Linked DNA regions of Mus musculus: region 2 is linked to region 1. Evidence: chromatin contacts called from public HiChIP or PLAC-seq data. All regions are on one chromosome and are shown on one strand. The core of a region is the stretch at or near the end of the contact, and the rest is flanking DNA. Distances in the headings are between cores, read along the strand shown.

Region 1 (3,034 bases), core at 377-2,876:
CCAACTGTATTGCATTTAATACACACAGCTAACGCACGTTAGAGCCACATTGTCTTAGATGCAGGAGCATGGATTTGGGTGAGCATCTCAGAAATGATGATATGAGAATAACAGAATATGGAATTACTTATTTTATGTAACACATTTAAAACAATTTTTGATAAATGCATATACCTTGCCAAAAAAAAATGTTTAAAGCTCAAAATGTTTCACCATATTTCCCAGGCTCTTTGTCGCCTATTTTTAAAAAGGGGAAGCTTAGGAAGAAGTAAGATAACTTCAAGACATCTAAAATCTGGCACAACTCTTTTTAGTGGTATAGGTACAAAACAAATGAGAGTTATTTTAGTCTCTGAGTGTTTTACTCATTGAATATAGGCTACAATCAGTAGTTCAAATAATCATTAGTTTTTTACTAAAATTTTTAATGTTTAATTAACCTATTACAGTTTTGCCCTATATTTTTTTAACACATGGATATTTTGCTCAAACTGTGTTTTCTCAGAATGAAGTTCACATGTGGTTTTACTGAGTTTTAATGATAAAAAGTTCAAAAGAAACAGAACAGCTAAGTTACTTTTAAAATAGCTTCTGAAATATTCAAGGAAAAAGAAGCAAGTTCTTTTTTTTTTTTTTTTTGTAAGTTAAATCAGCTCCAAGCGAGACCACAGTGGTAGCTAAATGTATCAGCCGTCTTTCCGTCCCAGCAGAATCTGTGAGAGTCAGCAAGGGTCTCTCCTGCTGAGCGCATGTTCAGCTTGTGGTCTTTGAGTCCCTCGTTCTACTGAAGTTTTGCTTTTTTTTTGTAAGAAGTGTAATTTTTACTTTCAGAAGGCAGTTTTATTTGTCTGATTTTGAAAGGGTTAATCATCTAGTAATACAAAGTTTAGTCACCGCGTACCACAAATAATGTGCATCGAGGGTTCCCACAACAAAGTACATCTCAGAGAAACGGTTTCTGCTGAATTAACTCCATGAAGCCAGGCGTTAGCAATAAATATTCTGTTATTAAACAGTGTTTGTCTACTTATGTCTCTAGGATGTTTTTGCACATTTAAGAATTATTAGTACCTAACAGCACTATGTATTAACACTATGAATATATCTGTTTAAAATTTTTCACTATGGTTTTATGACATAAGTGTTTTTACAGTTTTACAGGATCTAGGAGTTGAATCACTGAGAACTGGTTTATGTTTTGTTTGTTTGTGTTTTGTTTTGTTTTGTTTATTTGAGGCAGGGCTTCTCTTTGTAGCCCTGGCTATCTTGGAACTCACTCCATAGGTCAGTCTACCCTGGAACTCAAAGATCCACCTGCCTCTGTCTAAGATCAAAGGCATACACCACTATCGCTCAGCCAAAATTTATACTCTTATTTGCCTTCTAAATTTATTAGCAAACGACCTGCTATATTAGGTTTCAAATGGTAAAACTTTTCTCTATAGTATCAGTTTCTCTGGAATATGTAATTTTTGTGGAATTTTTATACCTTGTAGGAAGCAAAGATGTAGGCTTGTTTATTTGTTTATTATCAGCACCTAGCCTGAATGCTGACATACATGACTGTGTATGTTAAGTAGAGTCAAGTCTGTTTGGCAACCTCTTAAAATTGCTAACCCCAGGTAATGAGCCTGAGTTCTCACTAGGTGGCAGTGTCCCTTTCTGTGGCAGTGCAGACCTTTCCCAGCACCTGTTATGCACCAGGCTCACTTGAGCTGTAAACCCAAGGGTTGGACTCAGTTTACCTGCTCATTGCTGGTCCTTTCTCCTGTTTACAGAGGTGATTACACACCCGACAACCTTTAGTCAAACTAAAAGCCATTTCTACAATGACTTCTACAAGGACTTTAGAACTGGAATTCAGTGATCTGGAAACGATCTAGTCAGAAATAGACCGGTGATCTGCTTTGTCATGCTGGTAGCTTTATTTTTCACAGTGTGGCATGCTCTCCCATAGTTCAGGGACATAGACACATTTAAGTTCATAAAATTCTGTTACAGGCAAGCATGGAGGCACATGCATGGAATCCCAGTATTTGGAAGGTAGAGACAGGAGGGTCATGACTTCTAGGTCATCCTTGGGTACACAGAGCTTCCAAGGCTAGAGACCCCATCTCTCAAGTTGCTAATTGCCTATAGTGTTTATAAGGCACTGTGTTTAGCATAGACTTTGGCAGTGTGTGTTTGCATTAAGAATTAAACTTCTTACAGAATAGAGTTATTTCTTTTTTCTTTTTTAAAAGATTTATTATTATCCATAAGTACACTATAGCTGTCTTCAGACACCCCAGAAGAGGGCGTTAGATCTCATTACAAGTGGTTGTGAGCCACCATGTGGTTGCTCGAATTTGAACTCAGGCCCTTCAGAAGAGCAGTCAGTACTCTTACCTGCTGAGTCATCTCACCAGCCCAAGAGTTATTTCTTGAATTTTATGAAAATATAAGATGGCACCACTAGTGAATTTGGGATTATTGAGAACAGTGGCAGTCATAGCTAAGATCAAGTACTTTCTTATAGAATACTTCCCAAATACTTGAGAAAAAATCTCATTATTGTCACTATTAATGGATGATGAAACCAAGGCACCACAGAATGAAGTAACTCTCCTAAGGTCACAGAGTTGTGGGTAAAACTACCATTTGACTTCAGGCTGCCTGACTAATGTCTTCACAGGATAATACCTAGGTGATATAAATTTAATACCCACAGCGTATGTATCATTTAATGTCTTCCATATGTGATTAAAAGTCCAATTCAGATATTATAATTTTCATCCTTTCAGAAAATTACACCATTGTCGGGCGCCAGTCGTGGGGAAATAAAGGGGATGGGAGAAATGACCCACGTCCCACCAGAGCTCCGGGGCTCTAGGCGGACAGATGCGGGGAACCGGGGGAACTGCCGTGCACTCTCCATGCTGCCCGGGTGGGCGTTTGGCTGTGGGAAGCCACGGAACCCCAGTCTGCGGGGATGGAGAGGGAGCAGTCCGGGGTCCCTGGGCCTCAAGGAAGCCAGGGTCGACAGGTTCTAGCT
Region 2 (3,034 bases), core at 364-2,863, 120 kb after region 1:
CCTTTGACAGTTACATAGTCCAGGACCCCATGCAGGAAATGCCACTCACAGAAGGTGGATCTTCCTGCCGCCACAGGCATGCCCACAGGCCTGTGTCCCAGGTGATTCTAGGGTCTGTTAAGCTGACAATTAGCCCTGACCATCACCTGTCCCAACCCATGTTTGTACGCATTTATAGTGTGTGGTAGCTTTGGAATATGCTAAGGTATAGGGCAGTGCTAGCTTTCTTTTTAGCTCTTTATTTTCTAGAATATTCTTTGATGTCTTTGCCTCTTCTTTCTTCTAAGTATAACTTGAAAGCATATCATCCAAGTTGAAAGCATCCTCTTGGGGTTTGATGACCTTGCTTTCATTTGAAAGACCCTTTCTTGAGCTTCCTGGGACAGGTAGCAAATGATTAGTAGCAAATATCCTGAGTCATGCTGAACAGCCTGAAGCCTGAACTCAAAAGCTGTCACAAACTATAGGCAAGGGAAAGACTCACTCCATGTCTAAGGGAAATATCAAGATACAGGTCCAAGTTTACTCTTTAATGGAGGAAAAATGTTAGGAAACACAGAAGCAAAGAGCAGCTTGAGGAAACAGACTGTGGTGGTCTTGGGAGCACCGCTGGACTCTGCAGTGGTCTTGGGAGCACCGCTGGACTCTGCAGTGATCTTGGGAGCACCGCTGGACTTTGCTTCCTCCTGGTAGTGGCAGCAGCACTATGGGTCTAGCTGTACATTCTGTCAATGGGCAGCAAGCTTTTTTTTTTTTTTTTTTTTTTGGTTTTTCGAGACAGGGTTTCTCTGTGTAGCCCTGGCTGTCCTGGAACTCACTCTGTAGACCAGGCTGGCCTCGAACTCAGAAATCCACTGCCTCTGTCTCCCAAGTGCTAGGATTAAAGGCATGCGCCACCACCGCCCGGCGGCAGCAAGCTTTTATGATTCTGTGCAGTTTGCATCAATTCACCAAAGCATCTCTCCAGTGACTTGTGTTCGGAAGGCTGTGTAGGTCTCCACACCAGTTCTTGATGATGCTTGTCCTGCTATTTCTTCAGTGCATAGCTTTGAGTGAGTTGAAGAAAGGTCCTGTAAAATAATTTTTTTGGAAGCATGCTCCCTTTTGGAACCAACTGTGCAGTGATAATAATACTTGCTATTGCCATATTTTTCACTTAACTTTTTTTTTAAATCAGAAAGACACATGCCACTCTCAAGGAATCAAGAATTTTCAACAAAAATATTAAAGTATATTCTGTTTTCTGAAATCCAATTCCAGATAAACAGAATAGTGTGTCAAACAAGTTTCTTGTGCACAAACATTGCTCAGTGTTCAAATATATTCTATCCACACTTTCTGAAATTCTTTAGAATTTATTCCCACTATGAATGCTTTTATAGACAGCATCTCCATGAGTGAACATTTAAAAGAACAGGTAACATAAAGAACTTGGTTCTTTCTAATCCTGCCTCCCAGCCATCAATGCTGTTCGTTGGTTTGCTTTGAAAATGCTTCTTTGGGAAACAGTTAAAATGCATTTTTGTAGGTCAGCTAGCCACCATATCCATTTGTGGGGAACTTCTCTTCCCTTCTATCACTGACCTAGTTGGTAGTAACTGTCATCATTTGCATAAGCAAGCTCACCACTTTGGTCACAGTTGACTAGTCAAGAGCACTCGGCAAGGGGTGTGTAGCAACCCAAGTTTTGTGGATACTGATCATAGAGTTTGATCCTGAAAATTATGTTAGTGACATTCTTGGTCTTTTAATCCTCTGGGGGTACTGGGTCTGAATACTGTGCCTTCATCAGCCTTGAAGCACTGAGCATCTGAGAGCTTACACCCATGACTTCCATGAGCCTGTCTTAGACTACTTGAGTCATTTTCCTTTATGTGTCACCTGAAGCCAGAGAGTCAAAAGTACCAGCTACTTACACTTCTCAGTTTGGTCATTAGCCAGTGGTTGGTCTGGGAGTTCAGAAGCCCAACAAAGTTGCCTTTGTTTGGAGAAACTCAGCACACTATTAACACTTTAGAACTCTCTTGCAGAATCCAACCAAGTATGGGATTTAAAAAAAAAAAAAAAGTCCTATGTTACTTAGCATCTCCCTTCCTTATCCCCCCTGCATCCCTTCCATTTCCTTCTTCCTGACAGCCTTTCTTTATACTACACATTTGCACATATAGCCTCATCACAGGCTTTGCTTCAAGGGAATGTGACCCAAACCAACAGTGGCTGAGCCTGGCTTCCTGAGCCTGGCTTCCTGAGCTGAGTGCCTAGAGCTATGAGACAGAACCTTACCAGGACAGAGGTCTGCAGCTGCTGATGGTTTAGAAGCCAGAGATGGCTGGACTTACAGACTGAAGCACAGACAACCCTGATGGTGCTGCAGGCTCTGCCTCCAGGTGTCTTTGAGGCTATCTCCTCTCCTACTCTTCCGAAAATGTGGTCAAGATAGTTAGATTCCTGTTATTGCATTCTAGAAAACCCTAATGGAGTTAGGACCAAAGATCGCAAATGCTTTTGGCCATTTCATGGGAAAACAGAACAGAACACTGACCTACAGACAGCATTGTGGTTAAGATATAAAGTCCCCCACCTCACGACTCTTCAGTTCAAGGCTTGGTTACCAATTGATCAGCTTTGGGGACTGATTGGCTCCTGATCTCATCAATGGAACAATTTACTGATGGATTCATAATTTGAACTATTGGGAGATGACATGAACGTTAGAAGGTAGCAGGTGTGGGGTGGAAGGTGGAGGGTAGAGAGGGTGTGGTTAAAGGAAGTAGTAAAGAATCATGGGAAGCCATGCCTTGTCCCGACTACTTCATCTAGTTGTTCCAGGCTGTTCTTGCACTGTGGTTCCTGACTGCTACAAGACGAACAGCCCCTTCCACACACTCCTGCTCAGTAATTTTCTGCTTGCTCTAGGCCCAAAGCAACAGAGCTGATCAACTTTGGACTAAAACCCTTTAAAGCAGGCACCAAGATGAGCTTTGTCCCCTTGGGTTCTCTCAGCCATGTTACCACAGTAGTGAATTACTGAGTC

What was found. HiChIP or PLAC-seq counts read pairs in DNA pulled down with a chosen protein or histone mark.
Region 2: a BATF HiChIP or PLAC-seq map of CD8 T cells shows a contact between it and region 1, with 6 read pairs. The contact joins two enhancer-like sites. A contact is called at or near these places in 2 of 15 datasets of contacts at CTCF or cohesin (large pre-B cells and pro-B cells), 12 of 484 Hi-C or Micro-C datasets (the C10 cell line, DN3 thymocytes, the G1E-ER4 cell line and 8 more), 5 of 115 datasets of contacts at active chromatin or transcription factors (CD8 T cells, the HPC-7 cell line, T-cell acute lymphoblastic leukemia and 2 more) and 1 of 9 other capture datasets (adipose tissue).

What each region holds. Positions count from the first base shown.
Region 1 is chr10:20,991,200-20,994,233 of GRCm38.p6, forward strand. All of the region lies in intron 15 of Ahi1 (Abelson helper integration site 1), which reads left to right. Among named protein-coding and RNA genes, the nearest start is that of Ahi1, 40 kb to the left of the region's middle. Within about 2 kb of position 1,627, at least 24 of the 459 cell types and tissues checked have an H3K27ac peak or open chromatin away from gene starts, as enhancers often do. A contact at or near this core is called in pro-B cells, where this site is marked.
Region 2 is chr10:21,111,263-21,114,296 of GRCm38.p6, forward strand. No RefSeq gene overlaps it. Among named protein-coding and RNA genes, the nearest start is that of Myb, 48 kb to the right of the region's middle. Within about 2 kb of position 1,614, at least 15 of the 459 cell types and tissues checked have an H3K27ac peak or open chromatin away from gene starts, as enhancers often do. A contact at or near this core is called in pro-B cells, where this site is marked.